Regions from separate parts of the Bos taurus genome. Here region 1 is linked to region 2. A link is a contact called in public Hi-C data. All regions are on one chromosome and are shown on one strand. The core of a region is the stretch at or near the end of the contact, and the rest is flanking DNA. Distances in the headings are between cores, read along the strand shown.

Region 1 (4,824 bases), core at 651-3,150, 71 kb before region 2:
AGAGGATATCATACCCATAAATTTGAAAAGACAGAAATTTCAAATAGAAAAATATGACATCAAATTTCAAATAGAAAATGACATAAAAACTATCTCAAGGAAAAATGGAAACAGGAGTACAAACTTCACGAGTAAAGAAATGGAACTAGTCATTCAAAGTTAACCCGCTAACCCTCCATAAGACCAGATGAGTTGGACTAATCATTCAAGGAACAGATAATTGCAGACTGATAATAATTTTATCAAAGAATAGAAGGAAAGGGAACATTTTCCAACTCAAACAGAGTATAAGAAAAGAAGATTATAAACCAGCTACATTTACAAATATTTTGTTGGTCAAAAAGTTCACTTGGGCTTTCCCATAACTTATGGAAAACCCAAATGAAATTTTTGGCCAGTTCAATAAATGTGCTTATAAGCAGAATAGTTGAATATTAATAAACCTATTAAAATAAAAGTGGATTTATCATAGGAATGCAAAGATGAGTTGATATTAAAAAGATGAAAGGAGAAAAGTATCAACAGGGTTTGATAAAATTCAATACCTGTCCATAATTAAAAACTTAGGAAAATAGAAGGAAACTTGCTCAATTAATAAGGGCATGTACTAAAGATCTACAGCAAACATTTTTTAAGGATGACATGTTAAAATCTTTTGCTTTAAAATCAGGGATAAGACAAAGACTCTTTCTGTTAATCAGGATAGAAAGGCAACAGAAGTGGAGAAACATACCTTGTTCATTGATGTGATAACTCAGTATCAAGAAGATATCAATTCCCCCAAATTAACTTGCAAATTATAGCAAAAACCTCAATAGAGTTTTTCCTGGAACTTAATCAAGTCATCCTAAAATTGATATAAGTTTTGGTATAAAAAAAATAGACAAGATTGGTGAGGAGGGTGTTGGAATTCTTCTGTCGGATATAAACATGCTGTAAAGCTGTAGCAATTAAGATTGTGTAGTGTCATGATAGGAATAAACGGAACAAAGCCCAGAAGCCAACCCGCACTGATAGGTAAGCCTGACATATGACGAATGTGACATTATTGGTGTGGAAATGATGGTGGTACTAGGAATAAGTGTTACTAGGAAAATTGGTTATCCTTTTGGGAAAAATATGTTTGTTTCCTACCCCACATATTCCAAAGTAAATTCATGATAAATTATAAGCCTAAATATGAAAATTGAACACTGGAACTTTGTAGAAGAAAATACAGGAGAAGTGTTTTTTATTTTGGGGATTTTTAAAATTCTTGAACAATGCTTTGATTTTTTTATTTCCTAGCAAGAGAAAGAACAGATGAAAAGACTGATAAATATGATTCCATTAAAATAAAAATGTCAATAGAATTTCTGGCAGTTAATAGCAATCCCTATTTGTGAGGATTAAATATATTAACATGAAAAGTAATTACATTTGAACATACAGCACTACAAAATATTTGTATTGTTTCTTTTATAGGGTGTTTTCCCCATGATAATTACAATAAAGCTAGCTTTACCATGTATTTTTTTCTCTTTAAGACACATCTGGATATGTAGCAAATGATGTAACTAAAGGAAGAGAATATTACCCAAAAACTACCTGAAAATGTGTATTTCATTTTTAGGCAAGCTTGGCAATTGTTTTAATCTCTTCCATGGGAACCAGTCTTCATTTGCATGAACTCTGTAGCTTGTGGTCTTTTCTTGGTAATGTTAACATGGAGCAAATTCCTCTGGGTAACTTGCTTTGTGTGCCCAGAATACAACTACTAAGAATGTAACTGTTGGCAGTCCTTTAGTGGGTCTGAGACTGCTTTACTACTGGGGCCTGAACTGGTTAATGTGGGATCCAGGAGCCTTCTGTGTATTCACTTTTGACCCCGAGTCATCATTTTATGTTCCCATCTGGGCCCTTCCACATTTATCTCTTGCAGGCTGCTGAAATCAACAAGTGAACTTGCATTCCTGCTTCTATGTTAGACTGCACCAAAATATTGCCATAATCAGAAAAGAAACATTTGTAGAAGCTCTGGGAGTCTTAGATATTAATCATTTGACAGATAAAAATCAGGAGATTCTGGGCTTGTGTTGATTCCAGAGGTGAAGGGTGGTCTTTTTAAAAAAAAAAACAAAACAGTCATTCCTCAAAAGGATATTATTTCTGGCCCCTTGGCCGAGTCCAAGTTTCAAAAGGCAATCTTGCTAAACCCAAGTTCTTCTGCATTACAAATAAACTAGCATTACCATGCACCCCATAAGCAGCAGCAAGAGCTGTTTTTGCTTCAACCCATAGCACAGTTCAGAAGGTCAGACGTGACCACAGTATCTCCTGTTATTTCAGGGCTCACATGTGTTTGCCTTGGCGCCATTTCCCTGGCATTCGGTTTCCGTTATTTTTCCATGGGTTTGGCTTGCAGAAATCAAAGAAGCATATTTTTGAAAATAAGTGAAGTTCGGACAGATGAAGTATTCTGAACTGGTGGTGACTGGACCCAGTGGGAGGCAATACATGCCTCCCTGTTCACATCCAGTAGCATGGTCCTGACCCTGAATATGGCAAATGCGAGTGATGATGAAGGTGGAGGCTGCCGCACTGCTCAGGGCTGGCCAGAGCCGCTGCCTCACTCCCCAGCCAGACTCCAGTGATACTCAGCTGTCTCCCTTCAGGGTACCTGGAGGCTGGAGCTAAATACTCAGGAGAGTGGAGGGTCACCCTCAGTGAACCATTGTCCATTTTAGCCTCAGTGATAGCTGATTGTTGTTAGTGGGAAGATAATGAGATTGGCCCATTGCTTTGACTTGTTTTTGTCGCTGCTGGGAGCTCTCTGCAGAATGTGTCTGCGAAACAGACACTCCTGCTGTATAAAACACAATTAAGATCACGTCTATGGGGTTAAACTGATAGCAGAGTCTTCAGGGCCTGTAGCTACCATAGAGTAGAAGATGTAGTAGGTGGGGTGGGGATGGCTGGAGCCTGGGTAGTACAGTGGCTCCCAAGCTTGTTTGCCCACTGAGGTCACTTGGAATGTTTCAAAAACTATGCATTCATGTGTTCTAGCTCAAGTGTGTGTGTATGCTCAGTTGTGCTGGACTGACCCCATGGGCCGTAGCCCACCAGGCTCCTCTGTCCATGGGATTTCCCAGGTGAGAATGCTGGAGTGGGGTGCCATTTCCTCCTCCAGGGGATCTTCCCGACCCAGGGATCTAACCCGTCTTTCCTATGACTTCTGCATTGGCTGGAGGATTACTTTACCACTTGAGCCACCTTGGGAAGAGGTTGTCATTAAATATGTTTGCAGATTCACCGGGATTTTGGCGGTTTTTAAAGGTCCCCAGGCGACTTGGGAACCGCTGATGTGGTAGCAAAAGCCCAAATGTTGAAGTTGCACAGCCTTGGTTTGAGTCTCAACTCCAAAATTTAAGGGCTGTTTGACTTTGGCCAAGCCATGAAACAGTTCCAAGTCTCAGCTTTCTCATTTTCAATATGGGGATGATCTTTTCTCCCTTATGTAGCTGTTACAGAGAGTGAGTATGAACATGTTATGTTTTTAATAGTAACAATGTTACATTAGTAGTCAGAGATTAGGGTAGCAGTGCAAGTCCTATTTCCTAGGCCATACAGTGGAGCTGGTAATAGTTTGTGCTCTGAACCCTGGCTCCACTGTTTGACCTTGGGCAAATGTCTTTGCCTCTAAATCTTCATTCCCCTTGTTGATAAAATGGGGGGTTGTTCTTCCTTTACAGGGTTGATATGAGGTTTAAATGACAGATACACTTAGCATTTATGTTAGACAATATGAAATTACTATTTTGCAGCTTTAAAGTGGTAGAATATCAGCATTTTCTTGTGTTTAACCTAATACTGGGTTTTCAAAAATGTTAGTAACTATTATTACTATTAATCAATATGACCTGGAGACAATTATTTCAGAGTATCTCAGTTTCCCCATCCATAAAATGAACACATTTAGAGTTTGCTTCTTCACAGAATTGATACCAGATTTCAGTGAAATGATGTTTGTGAAATCACTTTGAAGATTATAAAATATGAAGAAATCATGATAACAAAAACATTCTTGGAAACTGGGCATTTCACGTATATATATATATAATGGTAAATATTTAGTTAAAGGGGTATGACTGAACAGTATGAAACTCAGGAAGGGAAATAAGTCATATGGAGAATCCCTTGTCCTTTGGGATTCAGACAAAATTACTTTTTAAAGCCTACTCCAAGTTTACTGCCTCTCCAGCCTTGTGGGGAGCAGAGACCAGTGAACCCAACGGCTTCTACCATGGACCAACTTGCCTTATTGTGAGGAGAGGTGTGGCCGAATCTGTGCAGGAATAACTGCCATGCGATACCTACTCCACGCCAGACTCTGCTGAAGTTTCTTACACACACGACCTCATCTCATTCCTGGTGAGATCCCCAGTTTTTGCAAGGGAGGAAATTATTATCCCGATTTTTCACAGGTGAGGAAATGGGGGCACAGAGAGATTAAATAACCTGTCCAAAGTCACACAGGTGTAATAGTAAAAGACATTCAAGAAACGGGGATTGTGGAAAACATTTGTGGTGATGAATACATTCAAAATCACATCAAATTATAACAAATAACAAAATATTGTATCTAGAGCTCGTCTGTGCTTTTCCACCTTTCACTTTTTCTTTTGGCTGTGCCATGTGGCATGCACAGTCTGAGTTCCCTGACCAGATATCGAACCCATGCCCGCTGCATTGCCAGTGTGGGATCTTAAACTCCTCAGCGTAAGCCATGCAATATTTTCTACAAGAAATATATCTAGGCACTGGTTAAAAAGCTTACTTTAACAT
Region 2 (4,666 bases), core at 339-2,838:
CTCATGTCTAAAATTAAAAAAGGTCTAGGTTTCTCCCTACCATCTCCCTCACCCTTAGGGGTGGGCAGACCTATAATTTAACCTGGGTATGGTTAAATCTTTTGAATTTTAATTGACATTGATAAACAAGAGGATGTTTAAAAAAGGGGGTCGCCAAGAGGTGGAGAGACTTGAACCTTTGTCGTACAAGGACAGGACTGTATTTTTTAAAGGCATGAATATTTTCTTTATTACAATGTTTAAAAATATGCATTATTTCCAGATTACTCTTTTCTAAAAATAACGGCTTTATTGAGATAATTCACATGCAATTCATTACATAGGACACAATTCAGTGGATTTTAGGAGATTGCACAACCATCACCACTATGTAAGTTCAGAACATTTTCATCAGTCCTCAAAGCAGACTTGTGCCTATTAGTCACTCCTTACTGTTCTCTCCCTCCAGCGCCTTGCAGCCAGCGATCTACTTTCTATCTCTAAGGATTTGTCTATTCTGGCCATTTCATTATAAATGGACTTATATAACACGTGGCCTTTTGGTTTCCTGTTTCTTTTACTTAACGTAATAATTTCAAGGTCTCATACATTCTTGATAAGGTATAAATTAGCTCCATATTTGGATAAAAATGTGTTACTATCAACCAAAAATTTACATGCATCTACTCTGATTCAGAAACTTTATGTCCAAGAATTAATCCCTCAGAAATGTTCTCACAATAAGACAGTTGTGAAAAGCCATTGGTTGAAACATTAACAAAGACTAGGAAAAAAAAAATCTAAGGCTCTCAGTTAGGAATCTGGCTGAATATATTACAGTCTATAGTAGAGAGATGTGCAGACATTCACAGAATAAGAAAGTCCTGTATGAAATCGTGTGGAATGATCTCCAGAAAGTATTGATAAGTGAATATAAGGGAACATAGCAAGACAGAGAACAGTGTATAAAGCTGACTTTCACCAGTGTAAAAAAAAAAAAGTATGCATATACATTTATGTGTGTGTGTATATATATGTGTGTGTGTATATATACACACACATACAGAGAGTGAGAATGAGAGAGCGAGAGAGAGGGTGGGAGGATACAGAGGGAGGAGGGAGGAATAAGACAAAGGAGAGGAGGAAAATGTCTCTGGCACGATGTCTAAAAATGATTAATAGTGATTGTCTCCAGGGAAGGGACACAGGAAAGGGGGTCTAGAAGACAGGGAGGGGAATAGAGGGAGACTTACTTCACATTGCTCTCTTAAAAAAAATTGAACCAATTTATAGACATGCAAATATTTAGGATTGTATTTTAAAGGGGATACAGTAAGGCAGCAGCAGAGCCATGAGAAACCTCACATTTTGCCTGGGACAGAGTAGACCTCCATCCCCCTCCTGCTCATTAAATAGTACATACATTCCAGATGGAATGCCCTATATGATGACTCAGAGTCATTAATAACATGACCACTTGTGCAGTGCCAAGATTAGACAGCCAAAAGCCGAGAGTCTGTTGTGCTGAAGTGGTGCTGGGTGGGAAGCACTCTCTCCAGAGATCAGGGCAGGGTATGACTTGCCACAGGAGGGTTCATAGAATGTTTAGACTGTGACTCATGAAGGTCGCAGATGAATAAATAGCTCTCTTTCTGCTGTGACTGTTGACAGAACTGGTGACAGCTTACCTTTGCAGTTGCCAAAAAAAAAACCTGATTCTGATTTTTGACAAGTCAGATTTTCTTAACAAGCCAGGCCCTCCAGAGGGACCACCATGAACCTGGCCAAAGGCAAAGGGCAATGAAGCAATGGGTGCTCTTGAAAGCTATGAAATCAGAAAAGCAGACATCTCCTCCCAGCCAAGGAAGAATCGTCACTGGGAAGGAAGGAATGGAGGAAGGAAGCTTTGCTGTTCTAGAATTGGAGTGGTTATCTTGTTTCTTCATGTGGCTAGTTGGCCATAGACTACCACTTTGTTCTCTGTTAATAGCCTTAGAGTCTCATAATTCCAATGAGAAGAAACATGATCCTCTTTTTGGAAATAATTGTATAATTTAGGATATATTTGCTTACAAGTAACAAAAAATCTGACTGATAGCGCCTAAGCCATAAAGATGGTTAACTATCTTATGTAATATGAAGACTGGAAGTAAGTACTCTAAAGTGAGAGCTTTAGCACAAGAATGTCATCAAGACGCCAGGAACATTTCCATTCTCCATACATATGTGGGTCATTGATTCTCCTGGTTTCCCTGTGGCTGCAAGATGGCTACCATATTCCTAGATATCACAACAGTATTCAAAAATAGAAAGCTGATAGGTGGGGTGTAGAGAGGCAAAGGGTCCTTTCCCTGGAATGACTATGCCATTTTATCAATGAAAGAACAAAAGTATCACAGAAGCCCTCCCAGTTGACTTACACTTATATATAATTGATCAGGACACTATTAATCAGAATTGGGTCATGTGTCCATCTACCCTTAGCTGTAAGGGAGACTGGCAAAATGAAACTGTTAATGAACAGCCGTGAATGACTTAGACATTATGATTCAACCCTACAAGCCTGGACACTTTGCTGTCTTGTCTGTTGACAAGGAAGAAATTTACTGAAGGCAGGGAATGGTTTTTACCATATACCCTTAGAAAGCTACTTAAACATTATACTATGAAGACACATCATTAACATAAAATTAAAAAAAACAGGGATAGAGGTGTGAATAAGTAGAATTTTCAAGGCAAGAAGATCTACAGGGATGTGATGTATCCCAGAGACTTAGCGGGTGCTCATAGAAGATTGCAGAGAAAAACAACATCACTTAACATGCCCTTTGCTATTCTCATCCTCTGTGAACCTTCCCAGCTTCCCCAGGTAGAGTCCCAGATCTTTCTCCCTGCTCCTGTTGCACTCTGCACACTCATTGATCATACCCATCACCACACTGAATTCAGAGTCAACAGAAAGTTATTGTGTCCCTACTCAGTCCCAGTCCTGTGTATTGCGTCTTTCTGCATCAGTGCTGGGAGATCTTCCATGGCTTCCCATTGTCACCCAGGAATGGGCTTTCATTGAAGGTAAACCCAGGTGATCATTTAACTAAGCTCACAAGGCCTTTTGTGCTCAATCCAAGGTATTTCTTCAGTCTCACCTTTCCCCACTTGCTTCTCTTTGACTCCTGTATTTCATACACACTCAACTCGTGGAAGCTGCCCCTCTCTCCTCTTGACACCTATGCACCACTATCCTTCTGCACAGAACACTCTTCTTTCCCTTCGGTGTCTGGTCAACCTCTACTCACCCTTCCAGCTTTAGCTTAGGTGTCACTTCCAATGGAAAGCCTTTGCCAGCTCCCAGACTGGGCTCAGTAGCCTTGCTCTGTGTTCTTTCACACTCTGCATATCTCTTGGTAGTGGCACTCTGGGTTTCCCAGCGGTGGGACTGGGTTGCATTCACCCCTTCATTGCCGATGCTGGGTACAGTGCCTGATTCATCCTGCCTGAATGGCTGAGTGACAAAAGCTTTTTTTTAATCAAACATTTTGTGCCATATCAGCTGGCAGAGCCCACAGGTGCAGCCCTGGTCCAGAGGAGGAGATCACTGAGCACTCAGTAAGGCTGTAGTAGAGTAAACCCTGGGTCGGCTGCCCTGTCATTGTGTGACCCTGGACAAAGCATGTCCTCTCTTTGGGCACCAATATTTCTCTTTTTAAAGAGGGGGAGAGAGAGAGAGGTGGGGGAGCAGGGAAAAGAATTTGTTTTCAACTTTCAAAAATAAAAATCAGGAAATGTCTCCTTTGTTTTATTTCCCCAAAGAAATATCACACTAAAGTCTGATCTCAAAAATGTAATACTGGAGAGGCTCTGGCTGAAGCAGGGGCACACCAAGTTTTTGGTGTTGTCATAAGAAGTCACCACCACTAAGTTAGTGGCTTAACACCAAGTGAACTGAGTATTTTACAGGTCTGTGGGTGAGAAGTCAGAGGAGTCTCACTAGGTGAAAATCAAGGTGTTGGCAGGGCTACAGCCATGGAAAGCCTGGAGGGGTGAACAGTTCCTGGCTCATGGCCCTTCCTCTGTCTTCAAAGCTAGCACTGTGGCCTCTCTCTGACCATCCTCCCATAACCACAGCTCCCTCTGACCACAGCTGGGAAAGATTTTTCACTTTTAAGGTCCTGGGTGATTAGATTGGGCCCAGTGGATAATCCTGGGTAATCTCCCCATCTCGGGGTCCTTAGCTTCATCTCATTTATAAACTTCATCATAGCCACAAACTTTGTCACACCTTTTTGCTACACAAGGCAATATATTCACAGATTCTGAGGCTTAGAACATTGACATCGTTGTGGGGACCATTATTTTGCTACTGCAAGTCAGTGGGAGCAAAGTGGGCTTGATAGAAGCCTTTCACTCTGGCTTACCTTCTTGGGCAGCCCTTGACCTCACAGTGTTCCCTGAAGTCCTAGAGCCGAGTTACAGATCTCAACAATCTCTCATTTTTCTAAAGAAGACATACAGATGGCCAATAGACATATGAAAAGATGATCAACACCTCTAATTACTAGAGAAATGTCAATCAAAACTACAATGGGGTACCATTTCACACCAGTCAGAATGGTCATCATTAAAAAGTCTACAAATAATAAATGCTGGAGAGGATGTGGAGAAAAGGGAACCCTCCTACACTGCTGGT

What was found. A called contact is a pair of places that touch in the nucleus more often than the background predicts.
Region 1: a contact with region 2 is called in a Hi-C map of skin fibroblasts, with 4 times the contacts expected there. The contact joins two enhancer-like sites. A contact is called at or near these places in 3 of 11 Hi-C or Micro-C datasets (liver, skeletal muscle and skin fibroblasts).

What each region holds. Positions count from the first base shown.
Region 1 is chr15:57,986,762-57,991,585 of ARS-UCD2.0, reverse strand. No RefSeq gene overlaps it. Among named protein-coding and RNA genes, the nearest start is that of CCDC34, 99 kb to the left of the region's middle. Within about 2 kb of position 1,900, at least 6 of the 102 cell types and tissues checked have an H3K27ac peak or open chromatin away from gene starts, as enhancers often do. A contact at or near this core is called in skin fibroblasts, where this site is marked.
Region 2 is chr15:57,915,928-57,920,593 of ARS-UCD2.0, reverse strand. No RefSeq gene overlaps it. Among named protein-coding and RNA genes, the nearest start is that of BBOX1, 160 kb to the right of the region's middle. Within about 2 kb of position 1,588, at least 19 of the 102 cell types and tissues checked have an H3K27ac peak or open chromatin away from gene starts, as enhancers often do. A contact at or near this core is called in skin fibroblasts, where this site is marked.